Regions from separate parts of the Mus musculus genome. Here regions 2 and 3 are each linked to region 1. A link is a contact called in public promoter capture Hi-C data. All regions are on one chromosome and are shown on one strand. The core of a region is the stretch at or near the end of the contact, and the rest is flanking DNA. Distances in the headings are between cores, read along the strand shown. Region 1 holds the start of Rbm14 (RNA binding motif protein 14). Region 2 holds the start of Kmt5b (lysine methyltransferase 5B). Region 3 holds the start of Pola2 (polymerase (DNA directed), alpha 2).

Region 1 (4,649 bases), core at 966-3,465:
TAGTTCTACATCCCAACCACCACAGTCACTGACTGCCAGTCCCAAACAAATTCAAGCAAATTTCTGGCCTACCATCAGAGAAAAAGCTTATTGAACCATACAAATTCCAAAGGAGTCTGTCCCCCTCAGGTACTGAATTCTACTCCCACTCTACCATCCAGACTACCTAAGAACTACAAAAAAAAAACTAGATAGGTCAATTGAGACTCTCATAAAAACTCATACATCCCATGCATTTGCTGACCAAGTACCCAAACTGAGACCTTTCCCACTCGTTTACACTAAACAGAAGCAAAAACCCATAAATCACACAGCCTGCTTAAAGTTTGCAGTAAAGTCAGATTCCAGATATAACCTGAATTGAAGGAAACAGAATGCAGTATTAGACAGAACAAACATTTCGTTCCTATAAATGCACATCCTATGACCCTTCACCCCCCTCTTTGAAAAGACAAGGAATGGCCCAAAGTTGTGACTTTCCAGAACAGCAAATGAACCCTTGATGAGAATGAGCAAGCACCTATACCCACATGTAGTTCCTGTCCTCAAAATTCCTTACAAGGCACAAGCAGATATGAATCCAACAACAGCACAACTAGGGAATAAACAAGGCCTCACTCCCAGGGTGCACTGTTGAAAATGACAGGGCAAAGTTAACTCTCATCAGTGAAACCCACATCGGTCTGGGTGTCTCATAAAATCTTGCCAACATAAAAAAAGCAGGTATTTGAAAGATAAAGAGATAAAACCCCAACATATGAAAATCAACAGGGTCTGAAAAAGACATTTCCTCAAAGGAAATAGCAAACTAGCAAGCTGTCCTAAGAATTATTCAAGCAATAAAAAGTACTAACTAAATAAATGGTGTTAAAACCAAGTTTAATAGAAATCTCACACGCCCCTCTCAACACCCCCCCCCCCCCCAGCCAGAGTATTCCCCTTTGCAATCTCACCAAGCTAATAAACATCTGTGCCCGGAGGCACCAGCTTAGCAAGTAAAAGGCTAACGAGGGAGAGGCTTAATAGCCCCCTTTCACATGCAAAAATAACGCAGAAAACCGGGGCTTCCACTTGTTAAGTTGTAAAACCCAACACAAAGTGGAGGGTGGAGGAAAAGAATTAAAAAGCACAAAACCGCCAAGGCTAACCCATCGAATACTGAAAGGTCAAAGGGGTTCCGAAAAGGCCCCTCCCATGCCCACAAGCAGATTCATTCCAGACAATACTAAAAAAGCCCGAACCCGAGAAACCAAGGGCCCGCTACCTTCCGGGAAGCATCGGGAAGGAACGCCAGAGCGGCCTTGGGGCTTCAACCCAACCTTTTCCCTTTTCCCTCGATCTGACCAAATTCTGGAGAGGAAGTGGGGAAGTGGCGAACTCTTTTCACCGCTCCATAATCCGGTTGGTGCCCTTCCCTTTCCATTTCATTTTGGTGCCAGGCTCATGCAACCAGGAAAAGGCGCCTCCTCCCAACCCCGCACACTCGCAAATCTCTGGCGCGTCCCCAGCCCCGAGGCTTCGGCTTGCAGTGGCCACTGCACCCGCCCGGAACCGACTCCTCCCACTTGATGAATGTTGCTGGGACCGCAGGGGAGAAGGGTGGCTCTACCCAACTCGCCCCCAGCACCTTAGGCCCCGCTCCTGCACACTTCCCCATCATTCCCAACCCTGAGGACCAACCCCAGAGTGAGGGGCGTGGCTAAGAGGCAGAGAGCACCGCGCGTGTCCCCTCCCGAGCGCGCTCCCGCGTTACCTTTTACCACGTCACACTCGATGACGCGTCCACGGCGCTCGAAGAGGCTGCGCAATTCCTGACTTGTACATGCAGCCGATACATTGCCCACGAAAATCTTCCAAGTGTTCAGGGGCCTCGGGCGCGACATCTCCACCACGAGCGCGCGACCTGGACGCAGCTCGTGGCCATGCAGGGCCTCGATGGCGCGCACCGCGCCAGCGTTCTCGCGCATGTGCACGAAGGCAAACTGTTTCATGACGGCGCAGCTCATGACCGTGCCATAGGGCGCGAAGAGAGCTGCCAACTCCTCCGGTGTCGTATCCGCCCCATCGACATTGCCCACAAAAATCTTCATTTTGCCGCCGCAACCGCCTTCTCGGAGAGACAGGACCTCTCCTACAGCGACAGGCAAAACGTCCGAACGACCCGCAGTCCTCCACAGGAATGGCTGGCGACCGAGAACCCCGCCGCGCAGGCGCTCTAACCTAACCAATTGGAGGCGGCATCGCGCGCGGATAGCAGCCAATCAAACAGGTTGAGAGCAGATGTCCTTTGACGCAGCCAATCCCAGAGGGCCTGGAGCCCCTTGTTAACGGAGGGGGTGGAAAAAGCATAGAGGCGCGCGACCAACCGCCACCTTCGGGGGGAGGGGAAAGGAGGGCTGGGGACGGGGAAGCGCGCTCCGGCCGAGTCCGCAGAGGCCTAGTCAGAAGAGCTACCTCCGGCCAGGGTGTGGCGTCCCGGCGGGGCCCCAAGGAAAACTTTGTTCTTTAGGGAAGTCCGGGCTCCTCCGTTTGAGCTGCCGCAGCCAAACCCTGGGTGTTGTGATGGCAGCCTCAGCGTCTGCGGTAAGGCCGCGCCCGGAGGAGAAACCAGGACAAACCCCTTTTAGTCTGGGATTGGCCCCCGACACTATATGCTTGGAGTAGGAAGGGACTGTAACTCTTTCTTTGCAAGCACATTACTTGGGGTTGCTTGAGCTCTGGAGGATTTTGCAGACAGTGAATATTGAGCGTCTGTCTGTCTCAACCTGATGGAATTTCGAGAATTACGATGATGACCATTTATTGTATGCATGAAGTTTATCACAGTATTATGTTCCATAAAGTAGAAGATCAGTAATCCTGAGGAAGCCAAAAGTTGGATCTTAAAAATATATGAGGAGGGGGCCAGGAGTGGTGGGCACCCTTTTAATCCCAGCAACCAGGAAGCAAAATCGAAAGAAATTTGTTCGAGGCCAGCCTGGTCTACATAGTGAGATCCAGGATAGGCAAGGATATAGAGAGACCCTGTCTTTAAAAAAACAGCAAAAACTTAGAGGGGCTGCTCACTGGTAAGAGAGCTTGCTGCTTTTCCAGAAAACTTGAGTTCGATTCCCAGCACCAACATGAGGGCTTACAAACCAGCTAATTCCAGTTCCAAGAGAACTGGCCATTGCACATCTGTGGTACGCAGAGAAACAAGCAAAACACCCACACACATAAAATAACGTTAAATTTAAAAAAGGCTGGAGAGATGGCTCAGTGGTTAAGAGCACCGACTGCTCTTCCAAAGGTCCTGAGTTCAAATCCCAGCAACCACATGGTGGCTCACAACCATCCATAGTAAGATCTGTCGCCCTCTTCTGGTGCATCTGAAGACAGCTACAGTATACTTAGATATAATAATAAATAAATCTTTTAAAAAAATTTAAGCCATCCCTGTAATCCCAGCACTTGGGAGGCAGAGGCAGGCAGATTTCTGAGTTCGAGGCCAGCCTGGTCTACAGAGTGAGTTCCAGGACTGCACAGAGAAACCCTGTCTCAAAAACAAACAAACAAAACTAAAAAAATTTCAAAAGAACAGAACAAAGCAGCCCACTGCTGTACTCACAGCTTTAAGGGTCAGAAGTTGAAAGTCATCCCAAATTGCCTGGGATATGTGAGACCCTATGTCAAATAAACAAATAACCTTGGGGAGAGGTCTCTTGAGTCTTGGCGGCTTTCTTTTAATGTTTTGTGTGTATGAATGTTTGCCTGTATGTATTCATATACCACGTGCATGCAGTGCCTGCGGAAGCCAGAAGAGGGCGTCAGATCCTGATGTTAGTGAGCTGTCATATGGATGCTGCTGGGAGCTGTTTCTGTTCTTTTTTTTTTTTTTTTTTTTCCTTCGAGACAGGGTTTCTCTGTGTAGCCCAGGCTGTCCTGGAGCTCACTTTGTAGGCCAGGCTGGCCTCAAACTCAGAAATCTGCCTGCCTCTGCTTCCCGAGTGCCCACCACGCCCGGCTGCTCCTGTACTCTTAACTGCTAAGCCATCTCTCTATCCCTTTGTGGGTTTCTTGTTCATGTGAGCTCCCCTTTCCTTCAAGAAAAGCACTTTATAATTAGGAGGAAACAGCTCCACAGCAAAGATGAATATATAACATAAAATGAATCATTTTAACCATGTCCAAGTGCACAGTCTGTGCTATCAAGTACATTTACATTGTACAAACCCCAGCACCATCCATCTCCAGGATAGTTTACCTTCCTCAGCTGAAATGCTGTGCCTATTAACAGTAATCCCCATCACCATCACCCTCTCTCTCCAGTCCCTTGAAACCAACATTTGACTTTCTCTCCATAAATTTGAGTATTTGGGGTACTTCACAGAAGTATATTATACAAATATTTGTCTTCAAGCTTCACATTGTAGTGTATCAAACTTCCCTTTCATTTTAAGGCATGATATTTTACTGCATGTATGCCACGTTTCTCAGTCCATTGCTTCAGGAGTGGGCACTTTGGTTGTGTTGAAACTGCAGCCATTTTGAATAATGTAGAACATGAGTGTACAAATATCCTTTGAGGGACAATAAACTATCTCGGATGGGAAGTGTACTCACTGTCACTCTGATGAGGGACAATAAACTATCTCAGATGGGAAGGGTAC
Region 2 (4,310 bases), core at 980-3,479, 1.0 Mb before region 1:
GTGGGGACCCAGCAGGTGCCTGGCCTTCTATTTCCTGATCCCTACTCTGGGCCAGCTGGCAGGAGAATCCTCTAGCTGGCCTCCCACTATAGGAAAGTCTAATTTCCAGTTTCCCCCAGGAGGGCAACTCCCAGCTGTGGCAAGAGCCAACTCAGCCATGACCTCCGTAGATCAAGCCCTATAAAAGCCCCAAGCTTTCAGCATGGCTCAACAAAGGTCCTGAGCCCAGCCCAGTTTCATCAATCATGGTCTACCTAGGTCTCAGAGCTGCCGCTAGAAGAGCAGCAGTTGTTGAGGGATTGGAAGGACAGCACTGGACAGGCTGAAAGGCTGTGCTATGCTCACTTGGGTTCTTCTATGGCAGGCTAGAATCCCAGTCCATTTCCTTGGAAGGGAATGCCTACACTTGGCCTGGCATTCAGCAGGGAATAAATGGAAGCACTTAAGAGCTATACAGAGCTGGGAGCTTGGGTGAGCCTGAAGGGTCATGTGCTGTTGTTTTGAGGTGGAAGACAGGAGAATTTGGGGCCCAGGGTTGCTGAAGTTTGGGTGGACTTGGAACCTGAGCATTCTACCTCTGAAAGTCAGTCTAGGACCATTGGTGCCCACTGGAGGGACACCATCTGGTGTCCCGTGTATGTTCAGCTCTTTGGCATTTGGTATCAAACGTGGCAGAAGCAACTTTAGTGTCTCTGGCACATATTTGGAGCCAAGTCCTATAGAAGTCTTGTGGGGTAGCGGTATTAAGAAACTAGAAAAACACAACAAAACTAAGATCAAAGGAATTGTTAGCTGTGTCTACAAAAAGGGAATACAGCAGGATAGATCCGATGCAACAGGTGACTGGAAAGGGCAGGAAGTCGACCTGAAGTGTCAAGCCCTGTATCTCCTGTGACTGGTCTCCTATGCCCACTGCCCACTCCCAAGATGGTCTGTAGACTGAGGATACAGGTCACACAGCTGAGGTCAGCACAGGAATTCTGGTTTTGAAGAAATATACCTTCCCAGCTATGTGTCCTTAGCAGGTTTCTGTGCCTCTGTTTCCCATCTATGGAAGGGGATAACAAGCGTCGTCAAGTACTCAAGATCAAAGAGGCAAGGGCAATGGGAGCTAAGTTGGTATTTGCTTGACTCTGCTGAGCCATCCTCTAGAAAATGCCTACTATGCTAAGGTATGTGAGTGTTCAGTGTGGTAGTGGTGTTTGCAGGGAACCGAGGCAGGCTGGGGCCCTCCTGCAATGGCCTCAGCTGTTCTCCCTGTCTCATGTGTCGCTGGAGTTGCATTCTTTCTTTCCATTGCCTGGACATTTTCGTACCTTTCCATAACACCCTCCACCTCACTCAGGTGTTTGCTTCAATACGTGACAACCTCAAACACCTCCTTCAGGTCCCAACCACCTGCTTCACTTTAAAGCCTGCGTTTTTCATAGAATAGTGTATAAGAGGCTCTGGCTCCAGCCCTGAGTAGTTGAAAAGTCACCCAACTAGTCCATGCCTCAATTTCCCTGTGTGTAAACTGGAACCCACAATACTCTCGACCTCTGGGGATTACCCTGAGGGACAAATAAAGGGACACACCAGATCGTTGGGAACGACGTCTGGTTAGGGACAAGGATGTGACCCTCGTTATTGTTGTGAGGCACCCCTTATCCAACTGCAAGATCCAAGGGGTGGGGCTTCACCATACCCCAGGCGTGGGTGCAAGCCACTCCGGATCTTCCGCCCCAAGCTCCCGGAGGACCAAACCGCCTTTCTTGCGCCGGTTGAGCCCGAAGAGGGCGAGGAGTGGCTGCGTCGTGGAAAGGTTGTCACTCAGTAGGTGCTCAAGGAGCGGCCGGTGTCAGCACGGGGGACCCAAAGCACGCTCCCTCCCCGCCTCCCGCGTGGTACCGTTCAGGTGGCCCACATGGTCTTGAAGGGTGTTTCTGCTTCCAACGACACCCATCCCCACAACAAAGAAACTCGCCATTCCCGGCCGCCTCCCCTCAGTGCACCCCGGAGGCACAGCGGGCCCGGAGCGCCGTGCGCCTCGCAGTTGCCCCCTGAAATCGCAGCTCGGGAGCTGTCCCTGGTAGGTGCAGGTGCGCACGAGACGGGGGCGGGGGCCAACCCCGCGGGGCAGCAAGCGGCCGGGGTACTAGGTGGCGCCCACCGGGCGCGCGGCGACGCCGCCTCCACCGAGATTTAAAGGGCAGCCGGGCGGAGGGATCTTCGAACGACTCTCGCTGCGATCCCTCCGCCTCGAGGCTCAGCGACGGCAACGACGTGGTTTCTTTGGTGGTGGTGGTGGGGGGGATTTACTCTTGTGCCTCCGCTGTCGGGTGCCGCGGCAGGGAACTTCATTCTCTCTGGTGTCTCTCAGCCTCTTCCCGCAGAATTCCGTCGAAGCCATCGCGGCCACTAGCGCGGAGCAAAGGTGCGCGCACGCTCGGTGTCGGCGTGGTGTCCCTCCGCCGTCAGTCGTGGACTCCTTTTCGTGTCCTTCCACCGAGCCCGGGCGGTGTCCGGGTGGCTCACCGGGGGCGGCGACGCGTCTGCGGCGCGGCAGCGAGGCTCGGGGGCTATGAGGTGAGGACGCCCGGGGACCGGAGGCGGCACCCGGCGCTGCGCGAGAACGCAGGACGCGAAGCCCCGAAGTCGGCGGATGCCTCTCAGATCCCGCGACTGCGCGCGAGGTGGAGGTGAGGCCCGAGGACTGTGAGGCGGGGGTGGCCCGGCGCTGCGAGCCAGGGCTCGGGGACAGGGGCTTGGCGCGGGCCGCGGTGGTGGCCGTGGCGGCAGGGTTGGGGGGGCCCCTCGGCGGACGCGGACTCCTTTATTTCCCCCCCCCTTCCGTCAGCGGAGGCAGCGGGCGGTGCTACGTCCGTGCCGCCATATTGGATTTTACTCTCCAATTTTTTTTTCTGAGGAAATATTTTTTGGTGATTAATTTTTCTGGAGGGACCAAAAAGTGTAGCCGGGCGCTTCGGGAGCTCGGTGGCGGAGCTCTTGGACGGGCCCGGTGCTGGAAGACCGGCAGTGCTGGCGGTGAGCCGCGGAGGACGTACGTGCGTGCGTGCGTGCGTGCAGGAACCGGGCCGCGGGGCGGGGCTGCGGGGCCGGGGCGGCCGGGCGAGCGAGCACGGCCTGCAGTGTTGGCGGCGGCCGGAAGGGAGCGGTAGCGGTCGGCGAGGGCCGGGTCGCGGCCGCACGAGGGGAGCTGCTCGGCCGCTCGGGATTGGGGGACTGTGTTTTTCCTCTTCTCCAATGGGCGGCCGGCAAGCGTCTCGCCCAATCTGCTCGCGCCGGCTCGCCGAACTTTCGGTTGTTTTTGTTTTGGCCCGAGCCTCGTTTCCTGTTGCTCCAGGCTCAGACTGTCGCGCGCGGGGGTGGGGTGGGGGTGGGGGGCAGTCGCTCGGGCCCCACGCAGTGGCACTGGCGTCACTCGATCTGTCATCCGCTCGTTCAGCCAGAGTGCAAGAAGGAGAGGAGGAGACGTGAAGTTCATCTTGAACTTTCTGATGGCGCTCACTCTGAGACAGTCCTCTCAGAGGAGCAGACAAGATGGATTGCCTGACTTGATTTGTTTGTTTGTTTTTTAAACCTGCTTTCTAGACTTAAAACTGTCTGACACAGGCCTGAGGGGTTGGGAGGCTGCCGAGTGGATGGATTCCTTAGAGGAACTCGCTTCTCCTTGTAACTGTTCCCCGTTCTTATTTATTTATTTATTTATTTTGACAGAAACGCCAGCCAGTTTGGGTAATTAGTAGACAAAACATAAGCCCTTTCAGAGGCGATGAAGAAGTTATTGTTTTTCTTTTTGCCTGAAATGATCACAGACAACTTTTTTTAAAGATTTATTTATTTCTTATATGTAAGTACACTGTAGCAGCCTTCAGACACTCCAGAAGAGGGAGTCAGATCTCTATTCTGATGGTTTTGAGCCACCATGTGGTTGCTGGGATTTGAACTCCAGACCTTTGGAAGAGCAGTTGGGTGCTCTTACCCACTGAGCCATCTCACCAGCCCCCACAGACGACTTTTGAGTGAAGTCCATGCCTTAAGAGTGAATTGCCAAAGACACACGTTTGCAATGTAGACGTGGGTTTGACCAAGTCCCTCACTAAGAGCCCCTATGGTCCAGGGTTAAAGTGTGCAAATAAATGTCTAGGTGTCATACATGGGCAAACAGTAGACTCTGAGTCTATAGCCTCTCGACATCGGACACTGTACTCCCTCTTCCAAGCTCACTTATGCTAGTTGCCATACCTGGTGCCTTTTGGCCATCCGGTCTCTGGCTTTCTCCTGTCCCAGCATACATCCATCCTTAG
Region 3 (4,560 bases), core at 691-3,190, 1.2 Mb after region 1:
TCTGGGATTTGAACTCAGGACCTTCGGAAGAGCAGTCAGTGCTCTTACCCACTGAACCATCTCTCTAGCCCCAAGTAAACCTATTTTTAAAAGAATAGATTTTAACAAAGAGAAGACAGTGAACAGCGGCAAATGCTGCTGATAATTCAAATAAGGACAAATTTAGCCCTGCCTTTGGCAAGACAAAGGTCATCAGTCCCCCATAACAGCAGGTTCCTATGACCGGGAGGACAAAAGCCACAGAAAGGGAAACTTAAGGTATCCAGTATGGACAACCCTTCTGGAGAGGCCTGTTGTAATCAGGAAGGGGAGAACTCAGGAGTGGGGTCAACAAAGCACTTTAGGCAAAAGACACACCCCTCCCAGTTGGTGACACCTGCTTTCAGGTGCAATCTGAGACCTCATCTCAACAGAAACAACAACAACAACAACAAAGAAAAGCAGAAAACACACCTGTTAGCTTTATAGGGACAATTTTTTTTTCTAGTAACACCTAAACTTGATTTTATATGCATGAGTATTTAGCTTGCATTGAAGTGTACAACATGCATGCAGTGCCTGAGGTGGCCAGAAAGGGGCACAGGATCCTCTGGAATGGGAGTTGCAGATCCCTTGGGTGCAGGGAAGTGAATGTCGGTCCTCTGGAAGAGCAGTCAGTGCCCTTAACCACACAGCCATCTCTCCAGCCCCAGGGCACAGAATCTTCAAAAGATTTCAAGTTCTTTTAAAAAAATGTATATATTATTACTTTATGTGCATTAATGTTCTGCCTGCATGTATGTCTGTGTGAAGGTGTCAGATATTGGAGTTATAGCAAGCAAAGCAGACAGGATGGCACTAATTCAGCTCTTAGCCTTGAATTCTCTATGATCCTCCAGGCCTCAGCCTCCCACGTGCTGGGGTAACAGGCAAGCCCACTTATACTACGGTTTTATTTCCTACAGTAAGAATTTCAAGGGGTACACACACTGCTATTCTGACACTGATGCACACATCTTCCAGGAGAGATGTGTGATTTAAATCTTTACCACTGGTCTCTGTGGAGCAATAGGATGAGGCACTGTACTCCAGAGCAAAAGTCAGGGGTCGGCACACAATCAGGCAACTAAGTCTCCTTGCCCATGTCCCTCCATCTATAAAGAGAGGGAGCCAATAAGCACCTTGAAGTTTCTTCCAAAGCTAAAATAAAGGACTAGGATCCACCTAGAGGAATTCCTATTTGCACAGATCACTAAAAACTCTGATGAGCAGGGCATGGTGGTGTACATCGTTAACCCCAGCACTCGGGAAGCAGAGGCAGGCGATCTCCGTGAGTTCAAGGCCAGCACAGTAATCTACATAATGAGTTCTGGGGTTACCCAGAAAGACTCTGTCTTTAAAAACCAAACAAACAAAAAAACCTCTAATGAGAAAAGTCATTGAGCAAGAGATGACTAGGTATGAGATGCAAACGGTTCCAATGTCTCCTATTGGTAATGTCACCTGTTGTTTAGTCGGGACCCAATAGGTACCACACAAGCATATAGAACTTGGAAGCGATCCTCTCGGTTCGGGACTCACGTTTCTCCAACAGGGAGTCCTCGTAGTCCAGGCCGAAGATCTGTAGTTCCTCCGCCAGCTGCTGGGTGGACACGGCCATGGTGACCCGGGAGTGGCCGGGCGCCTGCCGCCGGGCCCCGACCTCAGCTCTACCCTGCAGACGCTTATCCTTTCGCTTTACCGGAAGGTGACAGGGACGTGTCACGAGACCACCTGGCCTAAGCCCTCAAACGACCCCAGCCACCAGGTCACAGAGAAATACTTCAAAAGCCCTCGAGAGGTCTCGATCCAGAGAGAAAACTTGCTTCCGAGGACTACACCTTAGCTTCTCCGTGAGGAGCACAGCACAGGAAAAACCCGCCAAACGCTTTGCCTAGCGCGCGCTTGCGCGAGGTTCTGCTCGGGCCCCGCCCTCCCCGCGCACGCGCCGGTCCTCCCACTGCAGCTGCGCAGAACGCGCCTCTGCGCGTCACTCCGCGCGGAAATTGAGAATCGAGACCCCGTACTGTGGCTGTTTCAGGAGTCGCCTGTTCTGCTAAGCTCTGCGATGCTTGTTTGTCCCTTTTTTTTTACCCTTGGCCAGGAGGCGCTGTTTGTCTGTATCTTGCAGTGACTGACACGTGTGTCCAGCACGGCCCTGGAAGGGCACGTTAGCTCCTTCCTCCCCCACCTCAGCATCTCCATCCTGCTCTGCCTTGGTTCGTCCTGATCTAACGCTTTCGTAGGGAATGTGGTTATTATAGCTGTTATGATTGTCAGTCACGGGGATAGCGGGAGGGCAGGTCACTGAAGGGGGAGTGGTTAGAGAGTAAAACAAGGAGTGCATTCTCTTCTTGATGTATTTACCAAATTTTCGAACCAAAATCTCCATTGATTTGGCTTAGGTCAATTGATCTGTGACACCCTAAGAATGGAATGGAAGACTGGCAGAGCCTTTAAGAAAAAACGGTTTGAAGCTAGGCCTGGTAGCACACACCTGTAATCTCAGCACTTGGAGGCTGAGGCAGGTCTCTGCAAGTTCCAGCCAAGGCTATACAGAGAGACCCTAACAAGCAAGCAAGAAACACCAAACAGGACTGCAGAGATGGTTTAGCAGTTACGCTTACTGATCTCACAAAGGACTTGGGTTTGGTTCCAGCACTAGTGTGGTGGCTCACAGCTGCCTCTAACTCCAGTTTCAGGGGACCTGAGACCTCCTGACCTCCACAGGCTCCTACAATCACATGGTGCACATACATACACTCAGGTACTCACAAACACCCATTTAAAACCATGCCGCTAGCCCCAGCACTAAGGAAGCAGAAGCAGGAAGATTACTGAGTTTAAGGCCAGCCTGGTCTACAGAATGGCACCCAGAACAGCAGGGCCACACTGAGAAACCCTGTCTCAAAACAAAAACAAAGTGTGTCTGTGTGTTTAAAGGCTGATTGAACTTCAACTTTCTCAGTGAACATCGTGGCTCAAAGCTTCAATCTCAATATTTGGGAGGCTGAGGTGAGATATTAACACGAGACTGCAGCCGACTAGGCCCACATTTTAAGTCTGTCCAACAGAAAAACAAAACAAAACAAAACTTTACTGGGTTTTCACACTAGTAGCAGGAAGCACTGGGCTGGGCTGCAGGAATTTAGCCACCAGGTGGCAGCAAGGTCACACAACACTACGATTTAGTCCCTCAGTGCTGCCACACATCATTAACATCTGAGGCTTATGGCCTTTCTGATAAAGAGAGGTAAGATTTAAATACAGCCTCACAAACCTTGAACCAATTATCACCCATTTCTAGAGATTAGGGGTGTAGCACACCTGGCAGAGTGCTTGCCTGGCGTATCTAAACCTTGGGTGTGACCCTCAGAATCTGATGGCCATTGGCACATTTGTAATCCCAGTACTTGGGAATGAAGGACCAGAAGTTACCCTTAGCTACATCAGAAGTTCAAGGCCAGCCTGCTACAGGAGACCCTGCCTCAAATGAATGCATAAATAAAGCAAAGCCATCTTTCTTTCTTTCTTTCTTTCTTTCTTTCTTTCTTTCTTTCTAGATTTCTTTATTATTATGTCTAAGTGCACTGTAGCTTTCTTCAGACACCCAGAAAATGCTGTCAGATCTCATTACAAGATGGTTGTGAGCCACCATGTGGTTGCTGGGATTTGAACTCTGGACCTTTGGAAGAATAGTCAGTGCTCTTAACCACTGAGCCACCTCTCCAGCCCCCAAAGTAATCTTTTGACTATTTTATTATTTTGTGCGTATGAATGTTTTGACTTCAGGTATGTCTGATGCTGAGGAGGCCAGAAGAGGGCATCAGATTTCCTGGAACTGGACTTAGAGATTAAATTGTTAGCCACCATGTGGGTTCTAGAAATTGAACCCAGATCCTTTGCAAAAGCAGTAAGTCTCTTAAATGTCAAACATCTCTGTAGCCCCCGCCCCAAAGTATTGTTGTTGCTGAGATTAAAGTTGAGCAACACCACACACATCCCATCCAGCCAAAGTAGTCTTTCTCTCTTTCTTTCTTTTTTCTTCTTTTGGTTTTTTTCAAGACAGGGTTTCTCTGTGTAGCTCTGGCTGTCCTGGAACTCACTCTGTAGACCAGGCTGGTTTCAAACTCAGAAATCCACCTGCCTCTGGCTCCCAAGAGCTGGAATTAAAGGTGTGCGCCACCACTGCCTGGCAGTAGTGTTTCTTAAGGTAACCCTTAGAGGCCAGGCAGAAACCAAAATAAGACAAAGGAAGAAAAGAATGAAGGGAAGCAGAGAGGGAGGGAGGGAGGGAGGGAGGGAGGAAGGAAAGCCACAGTTTATGGAGCTGCCTACGAGGCACTGTGGCCTGTGGCCAGAGGTAGGGAGTGATGGTAACTCTGAAGGAGTGGGACAGCAACCGAGGTCACCAAGCCTGTGCTCAGTTGGGTGTCTCCCAGTCATCTTTCCTCCCTGGGTGTGCACTCTACTGCTGAGCCACATCCCCAGCCTTTGCGTGCTCAGGCCCTGTTGAAGCCACTGTGACCCTGTCAGCTCCAA

The links. Promoter capture Hi-C pulls out the DNA fragments that hold promoters and counts their contacts.
Region 2: a promoter capture Hi-C map of pre-B cells shows a contact between it and region 1, with 2.1 times the contacts expected there. A contact is called at or near these places in 1 of 39 promoter capture datasets (pre-B cells) and 1 of 484 Hi-C or Micro-C datasets (myocytes).
Region 3: a contact with region 1 is called in a promoter capture Hi-C map of liver, with 2.8 times the contacts expected there.

Annotation. Positions count from the first base shown.
Region 1 is chr19:4,809,419-4,814,067 of GRCm38.p6, forward strand. Rbm14 (RNA binding motif protein 14) reads right to left here and starts at 2,216. Exons shown (of 3, transcript NM_019869.3): 1 at 1,754-2,216. The coding sequence starts at 2,090. Gm21992 (predicted gene 21992) reads right to left here and starts at 2,181. Exons shown (of 3, transcript NR_157185.1): 1 at 1,754-2,181.
Region 2 is chr19:3,765,660-3,769,969 of GRCm38.p6, forward strand. It overlaps Kmt5b (lysine methyltransferase 5B), which reads left to right and starts at 2,230. Exons shown (of 11, transcript NM_001379678.1): 1 at 2,230-2,681.
Region 3 is chr19:5,962,266-5,966,825 of GRCm38.p6, forward strand. It overlaps Pola2 (polymerase (DNA directed), alpha 2), which reads right to left and starts at 1,941. Exons shown (of 18, transcript NM_008893.3): 1 at 1,561-1,941. The coding sequence starts at 1,639.